Regions from separate parts of the Danio rerio genome. Here region 1 is linked to region 2. A link is a contact called in public HiChIP or PLAC-seq data. All regions are on one chromosome and are shown on one strand. The core of a region is the stretch at or near the end of the contact, and the rest is flanking DNA. Distances in the headings are between cores, read along the strand shown.

Region 1 (2,971 bases), core at 353-2,852, 86 kb before region 2:
GAAATTTATGCATGTATTATAACCAAATGTTTTAATAGTAAATATTTTTAGTAAAATTAGTAGTAAAAATGTATTGAACTATTTTATACATCGTTTTCAGTGCAACTGAAGATATGAACTGACTCTACTTCTTTCTTTAACCACTAGATGGCGTAAGATCGGAATGTAAGACAGAGGTAAAGGTAGCGCTGTGAACTTTCACCTTGAATTTGATGACGAACTTCCTGCATGTTTAAATTTTAGTAACCTAGGTTGACCTGACGCTTCGGTTAATTCATATATTATTAATACATATACTTTTTTGTTTTGTGGTAAACTACGGGGGGACTCCAACATGTTTAAAATTGTAGAGGGGGGAAACATAAGGGTCCATTTCGCGCACGGTCTAATCGTTCCCACAAAACTCCTACGGACGTAGGAGACGCTTACAATGCGACAGAAAGGTTATGAACAATGCAGATCTGTAAATATGTTTGCGGTGAATGTCTTGTGTGGGGGAGTTGGTCATATTTGTGACCTTGTCTTTTTATCCTGTTGGCACATGACACATTTAGACCGTTTTAAATGGTGCCATCGGTATGAAACAAAGGAATTCATGTAATAGTGATGAAAGAGGATGTGTATAAAGACCTTAGATAACTCAATCAGCTCCACATCCATTGCACGACCCCCTTTTCGATAAACTCTTCCTCAAGGAGCGCGTACCCCCACTATTCTGATTAGGCGCGTGCACGATGTGACTATGCAACAGATATTTTTAAGCAACTGTTTTCCAGTGTCAATATTCACTAATATAACGTTAATTTTTCTGGCTAAGGAGAAATGTTATATGGCATGTTTAAAAGCATTACAACGTGTTATCCCGCTTCTGCTGTTAAATCCCATTCTTTGAGCGCCAGAACACTAAAATGTGACTTCTTCTCATGTAATGCACGTGTAAAACCCAAAAATGTTAATCAGAAAACTTTTCGCAGTCCCACCACCTGTTGTGCTAAAAGACAGATATTGTGCTAAATTAAGATAAGTTTTCTTAGTCATCGTCATAACCATTTATGGTGGTCTCCGGTTAACGTTAGCTCTGTAAGTAAAGCTACTTCACCTCTACATTGCCTCGGCATTGTTCAATATGCCTTGGCTTCAAGGAACTTAACACTTTATAATTGCTCGAAGCGGGCCAAAAAGCCACTCCATTGCGCGTTTTCTAAATTATTATTCCCGTAAACGCATCGTTTTCCTCCCCTGCACAAGCAAATGCCGAGGCAAATCACGCTAACAGCCGCTGGGTGCAGCCCGTTGTCGGGTTTGTTTAGGCGGCCATTTTGTGAACACTGCACACACACTGAAGCGAGCGCGCTTTGTAGCGGGGACGCGCTTTACCGTGCAGACCCTCTCCAGCGACAAGCAGCCGCGGAGCCGATCCGAGATTAACGGGCAGTGAGGGGGGGGTCCCTGGCGAATGCACATCGCGGTGCGACGAAGAAACCCCAGTTTTTAGTTCATCCGTTTTTCTTTCTTTTTCCTTTTTTCATTTAATCACTCTTCTTCTCACCCCTCCACCCCCTCTCTGCTGCTGCAACTGCACCGCGAGCGCGCCGCTACTACACTGCCGCTGCTGGGCGATGTGAGCGCGGTTAGCCTGAGCGCTAGCCGCCGAGACCCGCACCAGCACTAACCGCGAGCTGCTTCTGAACGAGCTCCAGAAGACACCACGATAAGGCGGAATATCGCGGACCACCAAGAGGCGGCTGTCACGGTTGCATGTACTGCTGCTCACCGGACTGGCGGTTGGCCGCGCCGGGGGTTTTGAAGACGCCGCCGCCTCGCTTCTCCGTGCTTTTGGGAAACTGAGAAAATACAAACAAATGTGCTGAAGAGGGATTGTAGAGCCTCTACAAGACTACAGCGTGCGCGGTTCGTCTTTTTCGGAAGACGATCGCAGCAACCCGTCCGAAGGGGTGGCGGTTCGGGGGGAGGGGGGTCGTTTTGCCGGTTTTTCGGTCCGCCCCGGTACCTGTGTGGCGGAGGTTCGGACGGTAGAGGAGGAATACTGGTAATGGCTGCTTCGGGAAGCTGGACACGAAGCTGAGGTAAGACTACAGTTGGTTTCTTCACTAGTACCGTTAACGTGTCTTTCAAACGAGATGCTCCCAGCCGGTTCCTGCAAGACACCGTGTTCCCGAAGACGCCTGATGCACACAGGCCGGGGCTTTGGGCAGGGGAATGGGGAGGGAGTGGGGACATCTGTGTGTATGTGTGTGTGTATACGGCTTGTTACTTCATGTAAACTGGGTCAGATGCAAAAGACCATGGGCAGGTGTTTAAACGTTATCCTCCCGGTGCCATCCAGAGAGCAGCGGCTCAACTCATGGCAGCCAGGTTGCTTGTCAGTGGATGTGATTTGCAATGATTAAAACCATGCACAACATCTTTCCCCAACCATTACGGCCGCTAAACCGCTTATTATGTGATATATGTGCAAAATAAGCATCGGTCAAATCCACTGCATGGATCGCGTTTTTGCAGCCATGCACCCATGAACATGTTCGATTATGAGACCTTCAATGCATCTTTCGATTATCGCTTTTCATTACTCAGATTGATGAGTCAGGTTAGCCCATCACGTTTGCTTTAGACACCCAGTCGTCATTTAATGCTTGTTTAAAAGGAAAAAAGAGGGTAAAATCACAGAGCATTAGTTCGGCCACAATTACATTAATGCAAAACTGCGGTGTTGCATGGGATGCAAATCTTGTGCACAGAATGCCTGAAAGCTACTGAAATCTGACAGATATCGTATTGGTTTTCAGTGCATTCGTTAATACATTTACTGTTTCACAAACCATAAGATCATCCTAGGTCATTTTGCTAGTTAAATCGCGACTTTATTCCAGGCATCTCCATAAAGAGGGTGACGTTACAATTTTCTTCCTAATGTTCATACGTGCACGAGCATGTTGCTTGTAGGTGAAGA
Region 2 (3,345 bases), core at 102-2,601:
TTTGCATCTAAACCATTCATAACTATAACTTATAACTAATATATATATATATATATATATATATATATATATATATATATATATATATATATATATATAGGTTATATAGTTTTTAGTTTTGGAAATAAATAAACCACAATATATATATATATATATATATATATATATATATATATATATATATATATATATATATATATATATATATATATATATATATATAAATGTATGTATGTATGTATATATATTTATATGTGTGTATAAATGTGTGTGTATATATATATTTTTTTTCTTGAGCAACATGAGGAAAATATAGGCCTATTTACGTTCATTGCTCGTTTTCTGCATATTCAAACAATTCATTAAAAAAAAAATTAAAAAAAATTTAGTACATAAGTCAGAGACAATTAAAAAATATAAAATAAGCCTAAGTATTAAAAAGAATTACAGAGGCAAAGCTGCCAAGTTTTATAACACTTTAAAAAGTCATTATGAAGTTTCACAATTTTTTTAATTGTTTTGTTATTGTAAACATTTCATAATGTTGCAATTAATAATTAAAGCTCTTGCCCGAGTTTTTTAAATTAACTTCAAGAAACTGTATAATACAACATAGAATACAGTAAAAGATAACAGTTATTTTACACAATAACCACATTAGATACACAAGATAAGGAGCAAAACCACAATACAATACATAAATAATAAAAATAATAATACATTGTTTTGTAAAAGTTAAAAGAAATATTGTATTAAAAAGAGGTAAATATTCAAGTAGCATGACGGTCTCATATTTGCTCAAGAAAGAAGCAAGTTTCTTATTTTCAATTAATCTAAGTGATTTAATTAAATGTTCTATTTTACACAGGACGTCTATAAAGATTGGATTTATTTAAGGAACCTCTGTGAATGTAAAATTTCCCATGCCCGAGTTTATTATTATTATTATAAGCTTTGAAACATTACGTAAAGTAATAATATAAATTCAGATATATGCTATATTCAGGAACATTACAAGAATTGCAAAAACACAACCGGAAATAATAAAGCAAAAATATAACAGGTGTGGGGGAGAAAAAATTATTACATAATACTTATATACATAAAAACAAAAATAATAACTTAGGGTACAATCATTGACTACAGCGGGGGATCTGTACCAGAGAAAAATTCCTTTATGAAATCTAACATTAAATCCCTCAAAAGTTCACTTCAAAGTTTCCATTTCTAATAAAAAGATATTGCATTTTGGTATACATTGCGCAAATTTGTGTTAATGAATGAAATATTTACCTTGTAAGCTGTCGCTCATACCCGAGTAAAAAAGAGCGAGCAATTAGCCGTGACGTCATCAATCAACAGGTGTCCGCAGGTCGCGCGCCTCAGCGTTCCTCTCGGCGGCGTTTGACTCCCTTTATGTCACATTTAAGCGTTAATATTAATCATGGAGCGCGTGAGTTTGTATTTTTCTTGTTGTTTGTACTTTCTTGGACTGCTGCAATTCGCCAAAACTCACGCTCAGGCTCCCGGGGGTCACCGAGCATATAGAGATGTCGCGTCCACGGAGCAGCTGCTCGGCGCGGTCAGGCCGTGGACTGGAGCAGGCAGCGAGTTTATAAGGAATCCTCCGATTATGCCCCCCTATCATATTTTCCCAATGTTCCAGGATTATCCGGTTCCTTTAGTTGACATGGAGCTGTTCAGACCTGTGTCCGAGAATAGACACTTTCCGCGGCTGTTGACAAGTATTTTAACACCTCCAGTGAGCGCTCCGCGCGTCCAGGTGTCTCCCGCGCGCAACGCCCGGGGAGTGGAGGTCTGGTGCGGCTACAGGAAAGTCTCTGTGCGCCTGAACAAGAGTCTGCTCGGATTCAGGAGTTCACCGTCTGCCTTTCAACTGGGAACCTGTCCCGTCTCTCGTTTCGACGACTACTTCTTTTATTTCCATTATGACCTCAATGACTGTGATAGCTCGTTAATGGTAAGTACTGAACGTTAACCTCATAAAGTCAAGGACACTGTAAAAAAAAAAAAAGCTGCAAAAAGTTAAGGTAACTCAAACCAATTAAGGAAACCAATTTCAACAAACTATTTAATGAGGTAAAGTTAGTTTTATATTCGGATATTCAGACAATCTCCTTAATAACATTGTTTCATAATTCAAGTATTCTTTGCAAATTCTAAAAAGGGCAAATCATGTAAGCAGCCAATGACTATCAAAGTACAACATTGTTCACAGTCAATTAGATAGTGTTAATTTAGTCATACTTTTCTGCTAATTCCGATCGAATATTCAAAGCAGCATGGTACACAATATAGAGACTTGTGAATGAAGGGATAAACGAATGTGCAAATATATAACCAACTTTACCTCTATAAACTATTTAAGTTCAAACACTACCCAGGTGAAAAAGAAGTGCTCTTAAATATTTTACCAATGTACCTAAAATGTAGATAGTATGTTTAAAGCACAATTACAACAAATAACATCCTGAAAGTGCATTCTAAATGTGTTGGTTTGCATTTTAATGTATTTATTATAAGGCATACTAAAAGTACAATTGGTAAAAAAAAAAAAAAAAAATATATATATATATATATATATATATATATATATATATATATATATATATATATACATAATTGCACTTTTTAAAAAAAATATGCTAGAACTCAGTCATACTATTCATGCATTTTAATGTATTTACAGCAAACACTAATTTTAAAAGAGTAAATCAAACTAATTTTATTCTTTAATAAAGTATTTTTCATGTGTACTTTGTCTAAGAACATTGTGAATTGGTGCCAGTTTGAGTTTGTTTAAAGTAAATGCATGTTATTTTTTAACTTTTACAGCATATTTTAATATAGTTAAAATACATTCTACTAAATGATTTTGATAACTATTGTTGAAATACAGTAGGTCTTGTAGTATTCTGCAAATGTATAGTAAGTATATTATTAACACATTAATGTGAAGCTTAAAATATTTTTCTACAGGGCTTAAAATACTTCCACTGAGCTTAAACAATACTTGAACTAGTTTTCAAACGCACTTCAACTGTGCTTAAATAATACTTTATCTGAATTTCAACTATACTTCAACTGGGCTTATACTTTAATTGGTTTTAAAATGCACTGCAGCTGGGTTAAAATACACTTTATCTGAACTTAAAATATATTTTAACTGTTAAAAAATATACTTTAACTGTATTTCAATTTCAAATATAAAATTTAAATGTACTTTAAATAAAATACACTTTTAAAAGTACACTTTAATTGTACTTAAAGTATGTCAATTTTAACACAACTAAGTATGTTACAACATATTTCAAATAGCTTAAA

Evidence for each region. HiChIP or PLAC-seq counts read pairs in DNA pulled down with a chosen protein or histone mark.
Region 1: a contact with region 2 is called in an H3K4me3 HiChIP or PLAC-seq map of gastrula embryo, with 4 times the contacts expected there. The contact joins the promoter of dyrk1b here to the promoter of zp3d.1 in region 2. A contact is called at or near these places in 1 of 18 Hi-C or Micro-C datasets (embryo) and 2 of 4 datasets of contacts at active chromatin or transcription factors (caudal fin and gastrula embryo).

The regions. Positions count from the first base shown.
Region 1 is chr16:46,573,507-46,576,477 of GRCz12tu, reverse strand. It overlaps dyrk1b (dual-specificity tyrosine-(Y)-phosphorylation regulated kinase 1B), which reads left to right and starts at 1,602. Exons shown (of 12, transcript NM_001168265.1): 1 at 1,602-2,087.
Region 2 is chr16:46,487,332-46,490,676 of GRCz12tu, reverse strand. zp3d.1 (zona pellucida glycoprotein 3d tandem duplicate 1) reads left to right here and starts at 1,351. Exons shown (of 9, transcript NM_199838.1): 1 at 1,351-1,981. The coding sequence starts at 1,445.